4 separate regions of the Mus musculus genome follow, and all the other regions are linked to region 1. The links are chromatin contacts, called in public HiCAR-type and HiChIP or PLAC-seq maps. All regions are on one chromosome and are shown on one strand. Each heading gives the region's core, a stretch centred on a gene start, on an enhancer-like site or on the middle of the called end of the contact. The rest is flanking DNA. Distances are from core to core; before and after follow the strand shown.

The links. HiCAR-type assays count read pairs that join an accessible place to other places. HiChIP or PLAC-seq counts read pairs in DNA pulled down with a chosen protein or histone mark.
Region 2: a contact with region 1 is called in a HiCAR-type map of astrocytes, with 3 times the contacts expected there. The contact joins the promoter of Pik3c2a here to the promoter of Xylt1 in region 1. A contact is called at or near these places in 1 of 39 promoter capture datasets (pre-B cells) and 1 of 115 datasets of contacts at active chromatin or transcription factors (astrocytes).
Region 3: a HiCAR-type map of astrocytes shows a contact between it and region 1, with 2.8 times the contacts expected there. The contact joins the promoter of Nucb2 here to the promoter of Xylt1 in region 1. A contact is called at or near these places in 2 of 39 promoter capture datasets (hippocampal neurons and pre-B cells), 1 of 484 Hi-C or Micro-C datasets (CD4 T cells) and 4 of 115 datasets of contacts at active chromatin or transcription factors (astrocytes, bone marrow-derived macrophages, embryonic stem cells and 1 more).
Region 4: a contact with region 1 is called in an H3K4me3 HiChIP or PLAC-seq map of neural tube, with 4 times the contacts expected there. The contact joins the enhancer-like site here to the promoter of Xylt1 in region 1. A contact is called at or near these places in 2 of 39 promoter capture datasets (hippocampal neurons and liver), 1 of 15 datasets of contacts at CTCF or cohesin (large pre-B cells), 2 of 484 Hi-C or Micro-C datasets (embryonic fibroblasts and nephron progenitors), 14 of 115 datasets of contacts at active chromatin or transcription factors (the 230-238 cell line, cardiomyocytes, craniofacial prominence and 10 more) and 2 of 9 other capture datasets (adipose tissue and pancreatic islet).

Annotation. Positions count from the first base shown.
Region 1 is chr7:117,379,489-117,382,341 of GRCm38.p6, forward strand. Xylt1 (xylosyltransferase 1) reads left to right here and starts at 1,491. Exons shown (of 12, transcript NM_175645.3): 1 at 1,491-2,032. The coding sequence starts at 1,691.
Region 2 is chr7:116,441,948-116,444,800 of GRCm38.p6, forward strand. It overlaps Pik3c2a (phosphatidylinositol-4-phosphate 3-kinase catalytic subunit type 2 alpha), which reads right to left and starts at 1,511. Exons shown (of 33, transcript NM_011083.2): 1 at 1,357-1,511.
Region 3 is chr7:116,502,949-116,505,801 of GRCm38.p6, forward strand. It overlaps Nucb2 (nucleobindin 2), which reads left to right and starts at 1,421. Exons shown (of 14, transcript NM_001130479.2): 1 at 1,421-1,536.
Region 4 is chr7:116,728,988-116,731,840 of GRCm38.p6, forward strand. Gm39074 (a long non-coding RNA gene) reads left to right here. Exons shown (of 5, transcript XR_003946864.1): 4 at 832-934. Among named protein-coding and RNA genes, the nearest start is that of Gm39074, 13 kb to the left of the region's middle. Within about 2 kb of position 1,339, at least 7 of the 459 cell types and tissues checked have an H3K27ac peak or open chromatin away from gene starts, as enhancers often do. A contact at or near this core is called in craniofacial prominence and neural tube, where this site is marked.

The DNA.
Region 1 (2,853 bases), core at 241-2,740:
AGATTCCATACCTACCTACACCTGACTCTCTGGCCTTCTAGCTGACTGTAGATCAGAGGCACCCTTTGTCACCTTGGGATGCTTGTACCTGATCCCACATCTGGCACACATCAGTGCTCTAATATGCTGGTGCAGTGGATGGAAGGGTCCACTTCTCGCCACTGTTGGCCTTGCTCTCTGATAGATTCTGTACATATCCACTCGCTTCCCTTTACAAACCAGGGTGATGTTTAAAAGGGCAGGAGACAAAAGACCAAGAATTCGCTGTAAGTCCCCAGCTCACTGACATAGGTAGACATCAGTCCCATTCACATGCAGACATTAATAGATGCTATGTATCAAAAGGGGAAGTCTATAAGACTGAGTCAGAGAGAGCTGGATGAAGTTTGAGTTCAGAGAGATTATTCCTTCCAAACTCTCACTGACAGAGCTCAGAACAAGGTCAAGGGGGACAGTCTTGGTGGCTCAAGGTCACCAGTCAGTCCAGGAAAATGCTTCTCCTTATAAAGCAAGGCTGGGCTGACCCAGCTCTGAATCTAGTGCACACAGCAAGTCAGACATCAGGAGGGCGGATGGTAAGAAGGGCGTTAAGGGAGGGAGGCTCTGTGGCTGGGAGGGAGACTTCAGCTTGTGGCCAGGGAGGGTTGGAAAACTTCTTTAGCCACCAAAGCATTCACTTGCCAACTGGATTTGGAGGATGTTGGATTGTGAGTCTTTGGGGACCAGAGAAGTGAGTCAATGAGCCCTGAATCTTTGGTTGGCCCTGGAAGGGGGGGGGGGTGACTCAGAAGTCGCAGTGCTTGTGCTGATTAACCTCGGCGAGTCATTGAGAACCTCCTCCCCATCGTTTCAGTCAGTGATCCAGGAATCCCAGGCTGCACAAGAGCCAGGACCTGTGACACTCCTACGTTTTCTCCCATCTCCACCTGCCAAGGTTTTCTCTCTGTGCAGCCAAAGATGCCGGGACGGAAAACTCCGCGCCTCCTGCAACTCCGCCTCCAGTTTTCTGCCACATGGAACACAGACTCTCAGGACCCTTCTTTCCCTTTTCCTGACCTCTGCAAGCTGAGCTGCCCTGTTGACTCTTCTATCCTCCACTTTCCGTCTCTCTACCCCTTGCACCGGCCTTTTCGCACCCGTACCTTGTTCCCACGCCTGTTCTGGGGGGTGTCTGTCTGCTTCCTTCGCCTCCACCCCCTCCCTCACCTTCTCCTCCCCACGCTGCCCTCGGCTCCTCCTCCAGGCCCCGCCCTCTGCTCAGGGCCCGCGTCCCTAGTGGCCCCTTCCCCAGCCCTGGTACCCCTAACGCCCGCCCTAGAACCCTGGGGGTTGGGTTGGGGACCCTGACCCAGGGAAAAGGGAATCTCGAGGGGCCAGCTCCCTTCCGAGCCGTGTCCCCGCGCGCGCGCGCCGCGCCCCCTCCGCGGCCTCCCCGCGCCCGCCTCCCGCCTTCCCCTCCTCCTGGTGACGTCCGGGTCCCTGCCCGTCTGAAAACTCCGCGCCGCGGCGGTGGAGGAGGCGGCGGCGGCGGCAGAGGAGGAAAGGGAGGAGGAGGTGGTGGAGGAGAGGAGCAGGAGGAGGAGCAGCGGCGAGCCCGGGCGACGTCGGCGGGGCCCGAGCGCGGAGCCCCCGGGATAGAGCGCGCACCGGGGTGTCCCGGCACCCCGCTCGCCCCGGGCCGCCGCGGAAGATGGTGGCGGCGCCGTGCGCCCGGAGGCTGGCGCGGCGCTCGCACTCGGCGCTGCTGGCGGCGCTCATGGTGCTGCTGCTGCAGACGCTGGTGGTGTGGAATTTCAGCAGCCTGGACTCCGGGGCTGGAGAGCAGCGGCGCGCGGGGGCAGCGGCGGGAGCAGCCGAGCAGCAGCAGCCCGCGGCCCCGCGCCGGGAGCGCAGGGACCTGGCTGCCCATCTGCCCGCAGCCCGCGGAGGACCTGGAGGCCGAGCCGGCGGAGGAGGAGCACGGGGAGGCGGCCCCGGAGGAGCCCGCGCACAGCAGCCTGCCAGCCGCGGGGCACTAGCCTCCCGGGCGAGGGTAAGGTGCCCTTTGGGAAGGGGATCTCGAGCCCCGCGGACAGAGAGACAGATGGGCGACCCTACCCATGCCTCACATTGGTCTTGGCCACACAAGTCCCGATATCCGAAGGGACTCTGCGCCCTGGCTGCCTCTGACTGCCCTGGCTGCCCTGGGCAGCTGCAGGGTCGTGCACTGAGCCGCGCTGCTCTGTGCGGAGTCTGAGGACCGCCCCCTTGGGGTCTGGAAAGTGAGCTCCAGAAGAGACTCGCTTTCTAGGGGGTCCTGTTTCCTATCACTCTTTCTGGGCGTCCTACTTGCTCTCTGGGTGGGGGCGTTGATGCCTCACTCTCCACTCGAGTACGTGCATCGGATCGTGACCGGATCCTCAGCCGCTGCTCAAGGGTAGTTCTCCACGCAGCCTCTTTGGTCTGAGCTGTTTGCTGTGGGCTGAGAATGAGTGTGTTAAGTCCTCCACCATGTCCCTGGTGCCCAAATCAACACTGGGTCTTGCAAGCCTGATCTGACTTTGGGTCCTGTTTTCCCCTCTGGGAATCTACTTCTCTCTCCACCTTCCCCAGTCCCCACCTTCCTCAGTCCCTAACCTTGCCATTTCTTGCCCTCCCTGACTTCACCTCCAGGTATTGCCCCTTAGTTCCAGCTGGCTGTCTCTGACTTGACATGGGTGGTCAGTTGCACTTACTGTCTGTCTGTCTGGCCACGCTATCACCACACCTCCCAGTGTGCTTTGCTCTTCTTGGATGTGAATAGTCAGGTCTCTGAAACTGTCTTCCAGTTCTATTAGTACCATCTGGTTGGCTAGGTGGGGCACCGGCTTGTCT
Region 2 (2,853 bases), core at 261-2,760, 940 kb before region 1:
CCTTTATTATTATTATCATTTTTAGAGACAGTGTCTCACTAGGTAGACTAGGCGGACCTTAAATGTGACTCTCCTACCAGAGCTCTGCAGTGCAGACAAGCATTGCAATTATAGGGTGCACCACCATGCCCAAGACAACGGAGGTTTTTACAAGACAAACTGCTTTCAATATGAATTCCGCCAGCACCCATGGGAATCTGTGGAGGTGCTGTATTTATTATGTATCTATGTTAAAAATCACTTTGAAACTAAGTTTGAGTTAACAAATATCTCTCTCTCAGTTACAATGCTTTTCAGTATTCAAAACACTGAATGCCAAACTTGCAGGCAGTTTCAAAAACTTGAAAATTTCAACCAAGGCACTTCAGCGTGGTCTGTAACCTTGAATAACCAACTCCAATTACAGCAGAGCTACTTAACAGTTTCTCGTGGAGAAAGAACCATCAGGGAGGCAAGAGTACAAAGTCTTCCCTGGAACCAGTGTTCCAGGACCTCTGCGCAGCCTCTCTTCCCGAACACTACTTCACCAACCCCCTAAGAATAGCCTTTTATTTTCTGTCCTTGGCTTGAGATGTACCACATTCAGTGATCTCCCCCCCCCCCCGCCCCCCGCCCCGAAGGCAGTATTCTTCCTGACACCTACCTGGAAAGATTTAGGGATACTTTTTAAGAAGTAATCTTGTTCAAACAGGGATGCTTCCTTCGTGTCACTGAATTCAAACACCCACTGGCTAAAATAAAAATATACTAATTAGGACTTCACCTTCTATCAGGACAACACGGTGAAAGAACTACCGTATACACTCCCCTCCTCTTCAATTATTCCTTGTTCCTCAGTCACGCAGGAAGAGTTAAATATTCTTACTTTAATGCCCTAGCAGAAAGATGATGCACTAAATATACACAAATATCATTGCGTTCCCAAAGCAAGCAGTTTCTGGATTTTTGTTTTAAGGTAACGAGGTGAAGGGTCTCAGAAGAAAAAGAACCACCCGAGGCTCTAAAAACCGAGCTGGGAGAGGAGAAGGAAGAGGCCATAGCAGAAGTTCAACAGCCACTCTCCAGAACAGTCGGGACAGGAGCCTGGGACCGCCACCGCGGCTCCCTCGCTGTCCCGGGGGACCGTGGGGTGGCTTCCCCTCCCCCGCCCCCCGAGGGACAGCAGCGTCCGGCGGCCCGCGACAAAGGGGCCTGGCGCGGGGCGCTGGCGACCGTCGGGTGGGGGACGGGGCCCCGAGGAAGGAGTCAGAGAGGATGGAGTGACCAAGGGGCACGGCGGCCGGGTCCCTCCCCTCTGAGTCCCTCGGCGGCTGCGCAGAGCCAGGTCCCGCTCCGCACGCACCGGCAGCCCCTCACCTCACGCTGCGGGAGTCTTGGTCTTCACCGCAACCCGAGCCTTCGCGCCCTCCAAGGTCCGAGCCATGTTTTTCTCCCGCCTCAGCTGGCTCAGCCGGCCGCTGAGGAGAGCTTCGACTGACTCCGCGGCCAGCCGAGCTCTGCACGTCACTTCCGATGGTGCAAGCACCGCCCCCGTACTTGAGCGCCTTGCGATTGGCCGACGCGGATGGCCTACCTGAGATGGCGGGCGGGGCGCAGGCGGAGCCTGAAAGGCAGCAGCGGGGAGGTTGCGGGATGGAGTGTGGTTGCCCCGGGGAATGGGTGTCTTAGGCGCGGCCGGCCGGGGGCCTCTCGGGGAGGCTACCCCGGGACTCCTCCTGGCCGGCCTCGAGCTCCGAAGCGCCCTTTGTTCCCGGGCCCTGTCCCAGCACCGCGCGCCTCTGATCTCTGGCTTGCGGTTGCCTGGTTTGAGGTTTTGGCCCCAGGCCGCCCAGAGATTAGCTTGGTTTGGAAGACAGAAAAGAACAGTCAAGACGAAATCTTTCATTCCCTCCAGCGGTCGGCGAGCTCTCGCGGACGTTCAGGTGCTTCGAAGTTTGCATTAGCTCGTCGTGTGGGCCCTGGAAAGGGCTGGATGCGTGCGTGCGGCGTTCTCGCCTTGGTGTTTGCTGACAGCCCCGCCGCGGCCAGGTGGGCAAGGTTAGCCCGGTAATAACAGCGCTCGGCCAGACATCACACCCAGGCCCCATAGTAATCATACCTTTCTCGTGAGCGCGGACTGCAATTGGGCTTGTAAAGAGTTTAGCGCTCTGTTGTCTGATTCAAAACTGTGAAGCAGATGGGAGAATTATTCCCGTTTTACAGATTGCAAAAGACGACTGTCGGTAACTGTCGGAGGAGAGGAATGGCAACGTAAACTGGCAGAGTCTGCTTGGGTTTTGGGATTTCGAAGTGTATTCCCAGCATTTCCCCCTTTCCTTTAGTAAGGGAGGAGAGACCTCTGATCCTTTTGGTTTAAATAAACACGCTTGCACTTCTAGAGGCTGGATGAAGTTCTGCTTTAAGGGGAAGCGGGAGAAGGGGGCAGGGAAGGAGGGCAGGGAAGGGAATATGAGAATGTGGCATCTTCCTGTAGTCCAAGCTGAAGCTAAGACAGGAGATTACTCTAAAGCTCAGCAGTTCAGGACCTGTCTCCAAAAACAAACAAACAAACCTAGCTCAGTGGTAGTGCACCTAAGTAGGTTTAGTCTCCAGCACTAGCTGAAAGCAAAAGGAAAGGCTATTCTAGGGAGAAGTCTAGGAGCAACTTCTGGCTGTACCACCCTCCCTCCCAGCCCCTAGCTGTCTACTAGCCCCACCTCCACGCAAGCTTACACACCCCAGAAGAATGTCCCTTAGGAATCTGCTCAGCTCTACAGCATTGTTCTGCTTTATCTTCTCATCAAAGGAGGAATTTATACACTTGGCAGCTCTTCCTCAAGATTTAAAAGGGTGAGGAAAAGGAATTCTCTCAGG
Region 3 (2,853 bases), core at 171-2,670, 880 kb before region 1:
GACAACATTCTAAAACACAAAAGGAGCTTAGCTTTGGGATATTATTCAAAGTAAGTGGACGAGAGGTGTGGATAAGAGTTAAAATCTAGAGGCTGAGGTTTTGGTTTAGTCACCATCCCAAGAATGGCCGAGTTAGTACAATGTGACTGACTCTTTTTTATAGACTGTAAGTGTGTGTGTGTGTGTGTGTGTGTGTGTGTGTGTGTGTGTGTGGCTGTTACTGACCCCATTTTATACACAAGGAAATGGAAGCATAGTGCTCTGATACCTTCTTTAGGATGGGTTAGAAAAGTTGAGTGTTGCAAGAGAGAAGTCTGATCTCTAATGGTGCACACAGCCATTAACCCACGTTGTGTCTTGCTAACAGTGGTTTCCATTGCAGTCTACCCTCCCCTGGATCTGTGGGTTCTTCGTTTGTAGATTCAACCAACTAGAGATAGAGAGAATGAGACAGAGAGCGAGCGAGCGAGAGTGCTAAGTGCCAGCATTCGTGTGTCTCTCTCTGCTTCCTGATACCTTGTGCCAGCTGCCTCAAGCTTCTTCTACTGCTGTACTGAAGCACACCCTTAAACTGTGAGCAAAACAAACAAGCAAAACCCCAAAACCAAACCAAACCAAACCAAACCAAACCAAACCAAACCAAACCAAACCAAACCCCTCTTCCTTCTTTAACTGCTTTTCTTAGTATTTTTCGTTGCAGCAAGGAGACCAGCCAGTCAGTACACAACCTAGGACCTTTTTCTTTGGGTTGAAAAACAAAACAAAACAAAACAAAACAAAACAAAACACCCTAAAAATCAGTCAGGTGCGAGTAACTGGCACTCACGCTTCAAAACCAGCTCCAAGGCTCTAAAGCTTTTCTACCCTCCAAGCACGTACAAAATGCCCCACGGTTAAAATGTTGTTAATGTTAAATGTGTTGAAGATGTCTTGACTCCACGGGGCAGAGAGAAGAAAAATCTGTATCTGAGAGGTAAATGCTATTAAGTCACAGGGACTCAGGGACCACGATAAGGAGGGTGGGGGTACGTTAAATACCAGTCTGAGTCCCTGCAGGAAAGAGGCTCTCCAAGACTCACAAGAGGGCTACCACTTTTTTCTCCACCACTGTGGGCGCTGCAGGCTCATGCCAGAGACCAAGAACCTGGCAAACCCTAAGATTTTGTGGGGGATCCCCGGGCATCACTTCACCCTACTAAGCCATGCACTAAGAGCTAGTCTAAGACAGCAAGGGAAGGAAGAGGCGCGGCTTCCTCACGCTTCGGAGAGCGCCACGTCCCTCTTGGCTAGTTCTTCCAGAAGCGCCTTCGCGTAGGCGCGTCCCTGGACCAGTTCACCAATAGGAGTCCTCCGCGATCCGGAGCTGGACCAATTAGCGGCTGTGGGGGGAGGAGGCAGTCACCATGGCAACCAGGAGGCGGGCACGCATTAGGCTGTGGATCAGAGCAAGGCGGAGGGCCGTGGGCAGGGAAAACTGGTGTGCTCGCGGCGGGCATCAGTCGGCTTAGCCTCGCGCGCCGGGACCCTGCAGAGAAGGTCAGTGGCGCGGAGCAGGGTGTAGATCCCAGCCTCGAGGAGGCTGGACGGGTCACAGAAGAGAGGGCGCAGGTCTGTTCTTGCCCTGCCCATGGTTGTGGGCATGGAGGGCCGAGTTCTGGGCGGGCAAGGTTGGGGAGGGTCTCCCAGCTGAAGCCGGAGGCGTCGGGTCCACTCCACCACTCTTCTAGCTACAGAGCGCTTGAGCTTTTCTTCCGGGTGGGTAGCACGAGCAGGCAGAGTAGGTGCTGGACCCAGACTGGGGCGGGGTACGTGGGCGAGGGGCTCGCCCACTGGTGAGGTCTCTGGACCTATCGATTCCCGGCTGATGCTCCGCGCCCCCCCGCCCCCCTCCAGTTGTGGAGCAAAGCTAGGCCCAGGAACACAGCTCTTCCCCGGGGTATGTGAAACCAGCATCTGCCACTAAGGAGAAAGTTCCTGCCAGCTGTAGTATCGTTTGCCCCAAAGTGACAAATTAGGTGAAAGAGGATACATTTTGATTTAGGGGGAAGAGAAAGATGTTACTTTCTTGTTGCACCTGCTGAATGTTACCTCCGTGGGCTGGTGTGGTTATTGTGGTTGATACAGACAGCAGTCTTACCAGACAGTTATTTTGCAAAATCAGAAAGGGGTGGAGGGGAAGAGAATGAAAATGAACAGGAACCCTTGTTCTGATAATTTATACCTTTTACACGGGTTAATGTACCTTTTACACAATTGAATGCCGAGTGCTATCATCTAAGTTTCTTATTTAAGAAACTGTGGATAAATAATATACATTTTATCCCCCTCCCCAATCATCCTGATTTTGACAAAAGGCAGGAAAGTGGTGACTCACACAATATCAGCTGTTAGGGGAGCCTGAGGCAGGAGGATACGGGGCTTAAATGAAAATATTTGTTATAGTGAGTTACAGTTAATTTTGGGATTTCCCTACAGGAAAGCTTAAAATGTTGAGATGATTGTCCCAAAGAATTGTCAAGAGGTGATAGTATTCTACCAGGCATTTGGACCAGGGAGCCTTTGGCTATTTAAATTGCTTCTTAAGGTCTTCCCTGGCTGGTTTTGTTAAGAAACTGGACTTGAGTAATGCTCAGATTATTTTATCTTAGAAATTGTATCAGGAGTTTTCCCTCACATAAGCTGTGTTATGGTTCTATAAAACTCAAATTCAACAAATAATGGTCCATGTTCCAACACATGTTCCTTGGTTAACACAATTAACAGGGTTGCACATTAAAATAATGGAAATTTAGGATTACAAATGAAATCTCAGATAGTATCACTCTAGTTATTAGGTGAGCACAGGACTCTCCA
Region 4 (2,853 bases), core at 89-2,588, 650 kb before region 1:
CTCAGGTTCATCTCTTGATCATCCCTGACTTATTTCCTGTGAGAGTCTTCCCAGTTTGCTGAGAGTGGTTGGCTCAGGTGCTAAGCTTCTGAGGCTCTGGATGGAGGCGCCTGAGCCGGCTGGAGCGCACACCCCTCTGCTCAGTCCCCAAGAGCTCTCCAGTCAGATCTCAGACATGCCAGCTAATTCCTTCTTATAGATTTGCTTGGCTTTATTAGTGGTAATGGTACCGAGGGTATTTTTCTTTATAGACATTATAATTAGTAATTGTTTTGAAGGGCAATTGCTGTTAAACTACTTATTTTTTCTCCTCCTGGAGGACAGGACAATTTCCAAGACTGATTATTTTGCAATTGAAATTCCACGTCTCCCAGAGGGAAATTTTTATAGCAGTTGGTGGAAGTCAAATCTGCTCTGCTTTCTTTTCTTATTGCTCATTTTCATTTACACACACACACACACACACACACACACACACACACACACACAGACACACACACACACACACACACACACACACACACACACAGACACACACACACACACACACACACACACAGACACACACACACACACACAGACACACACATACACACACTCTGTTTGACAGCTTTCTTGGGCAGTTCCCTGACTCTCTGGCTAATGGGATAAATGATAAATATTCCCCTGACACCATTTCAGTCAATTAATTAGCTAATGTTCAAAGATGGAACGTGTCATGTAGACAGAGAACATTAAGACAGTCTTAATAAAAAAAGGCTTAAACTGATGAAAACCATGGATGGAGAGGTAGTGTGTATTTTGCCTTTGAACTTGAATTTTCTCTTCCAGTTTTGCAGCCCGTCACAGAATTGAAAGTGCTTCATGCCATCAGGTCACCTCTTTAAAGCTTTTTCTTCTGCTTGGAAGTTTTCTGTACCATGCATATGGTGAGGTAATGAACAGGTTATTTCCTCTTAAGTGGAACCAGGCTGATGTTTCGTCTGTCAGGATTGCTGTAATACAATACCACGAACAGTGTGGCTTACAAACTAATTTGTGCCTCATGGTTATAGAGGTTGGAAGAAAGATCAAAGACCTGGCAGATTGAGTGTCTGACTGTGGTTCCTGGTGCATAGACAGCCATCCTTTCTCTGTGATGTCACTTGGCAGGAGGGATGAGGGTCTTTCCGGGTGCATTTCTTCCTGATCTGACCAAACACTCAGCAGATTCAACTGAACAGAGGGGAGATTTAGTTGGCGTTATGATCCTGGAAGGCATAGTCTATCATGATGGGGAAATCACGGCAGCTGGATCCATAGCGATGGGAACTTGCAGCCTTGGTTCTTCTGTCTTCCTGGATCAGAAAGCAATGAGACCATGTTGGATCCAGAAGCAGGTATCACCTTCTAGATCCATTGTTTATGACCATCTTCTGCTAGAAGGCCATTGTGCCATAGAATCTACCGCTTCCCCAAACAGCAGCATTTGCTGGGGACAAAGTACTCAAATGAACGGGCCTTTGGGAAACCTTTCATGTACAAATCATAACATTGGGTATCTTTTATGAAGGTACAACTTATCATAAGGGCTCCCCTGCTTATGACCCAATCACCTCTCAGAGGTCCACATCCCAACATTATCACCTTGAAGATTTCAACTGTTATGTTTTGAGGGACACAGTTTTATCCAGACCACAGAAGCCAAGGATGTTTGGACTTTTTGTGACTAGGAAGGGAGAGTTACCTCAATCAGTTTTGTTCAGGAGCAATTAGAAGGTATGGTGTGACATATTGGCCCCTTTTTTCATAGTCCCAGTTATAAGTACTCACAGAATAGAATACAGTCCTTCATGATTAGCATTTTGAGCTTGAATTAGAGATGAGAGGGATAGCAGGTGGCTTACATGTTGGCTGTATAGTTGCTTTGGTAAGAAGATATGGGGTGAAAGCAGACAACACGTATCAAACATAGGATCCATCAAGTTTACCCCTCCCAACCATCTTCCACCGAGGGCCGCCTGTATCCCCCATTGTACTGTTTACACCTTACCTGTCTATTGAGAGGAACCCAGAGAGACAGCTTCATCAGAGAGACTCAGAATGATGGCTCCCTAATGTTCTGTTCTATTCTGATCATTGACAAAGTGGCAGTGTCTGCTGTGGAAGACACATCCCTGGTATGACATGCTCACAACTGTGTGCTAATAAAAGCCTTTCCCTGTCACAGCTCCTCAGGCACTTCTCATTAGCAGGAGTTGGGAAACAATTGATTAAGACATAATCTCCCATCTTCCCACACAGAATCAAGTAGAGTAGTGAGAACACAGGCTTTGGAGTCAGACTGTTTGGTGGTTGGAAGCTTGTCTCTGCCATCTCCTAGCTGTGCAGGTTTGTGATGTTTCCTGATCTGGGCATTGCCTCAATTTCCATATCTGCAAATGGGGCGAGTAGCAATGTAGGAGGAGCCAAAGGGTGAGTCACCAATTCATTCATTGCAGAAGTATGTATTGAGCTGGTGTAGTAGTAACTAAAATGGGTTTTATTGTTTGACAGTGTCATAGATATTTATAATGACTGTTAGTCATGTCTACCCTGTTCTCCCTCATCTCCCTTATCTCCCTCATCTCCTTCTTTATCCTGCTGGTCCAAGTGTCCTCAACAAGGTTCTCTCCAACTTTTGTGCTTTTGTGGATTTTACGTATTTTTGCTTTAGATTTATTTATTTTATGTGTATGAGTGTTTGCCTGCGTGTGCAGATGTACACATGTGTGTGTCTGCTGCCCATGGAAGCCAGGAGACAACATCAGATCCTCTGGAATTGGAGTTACAGGTGGTTGGCAGTTAGTTTCTGCCCAAGCATGGGAGAGAGAG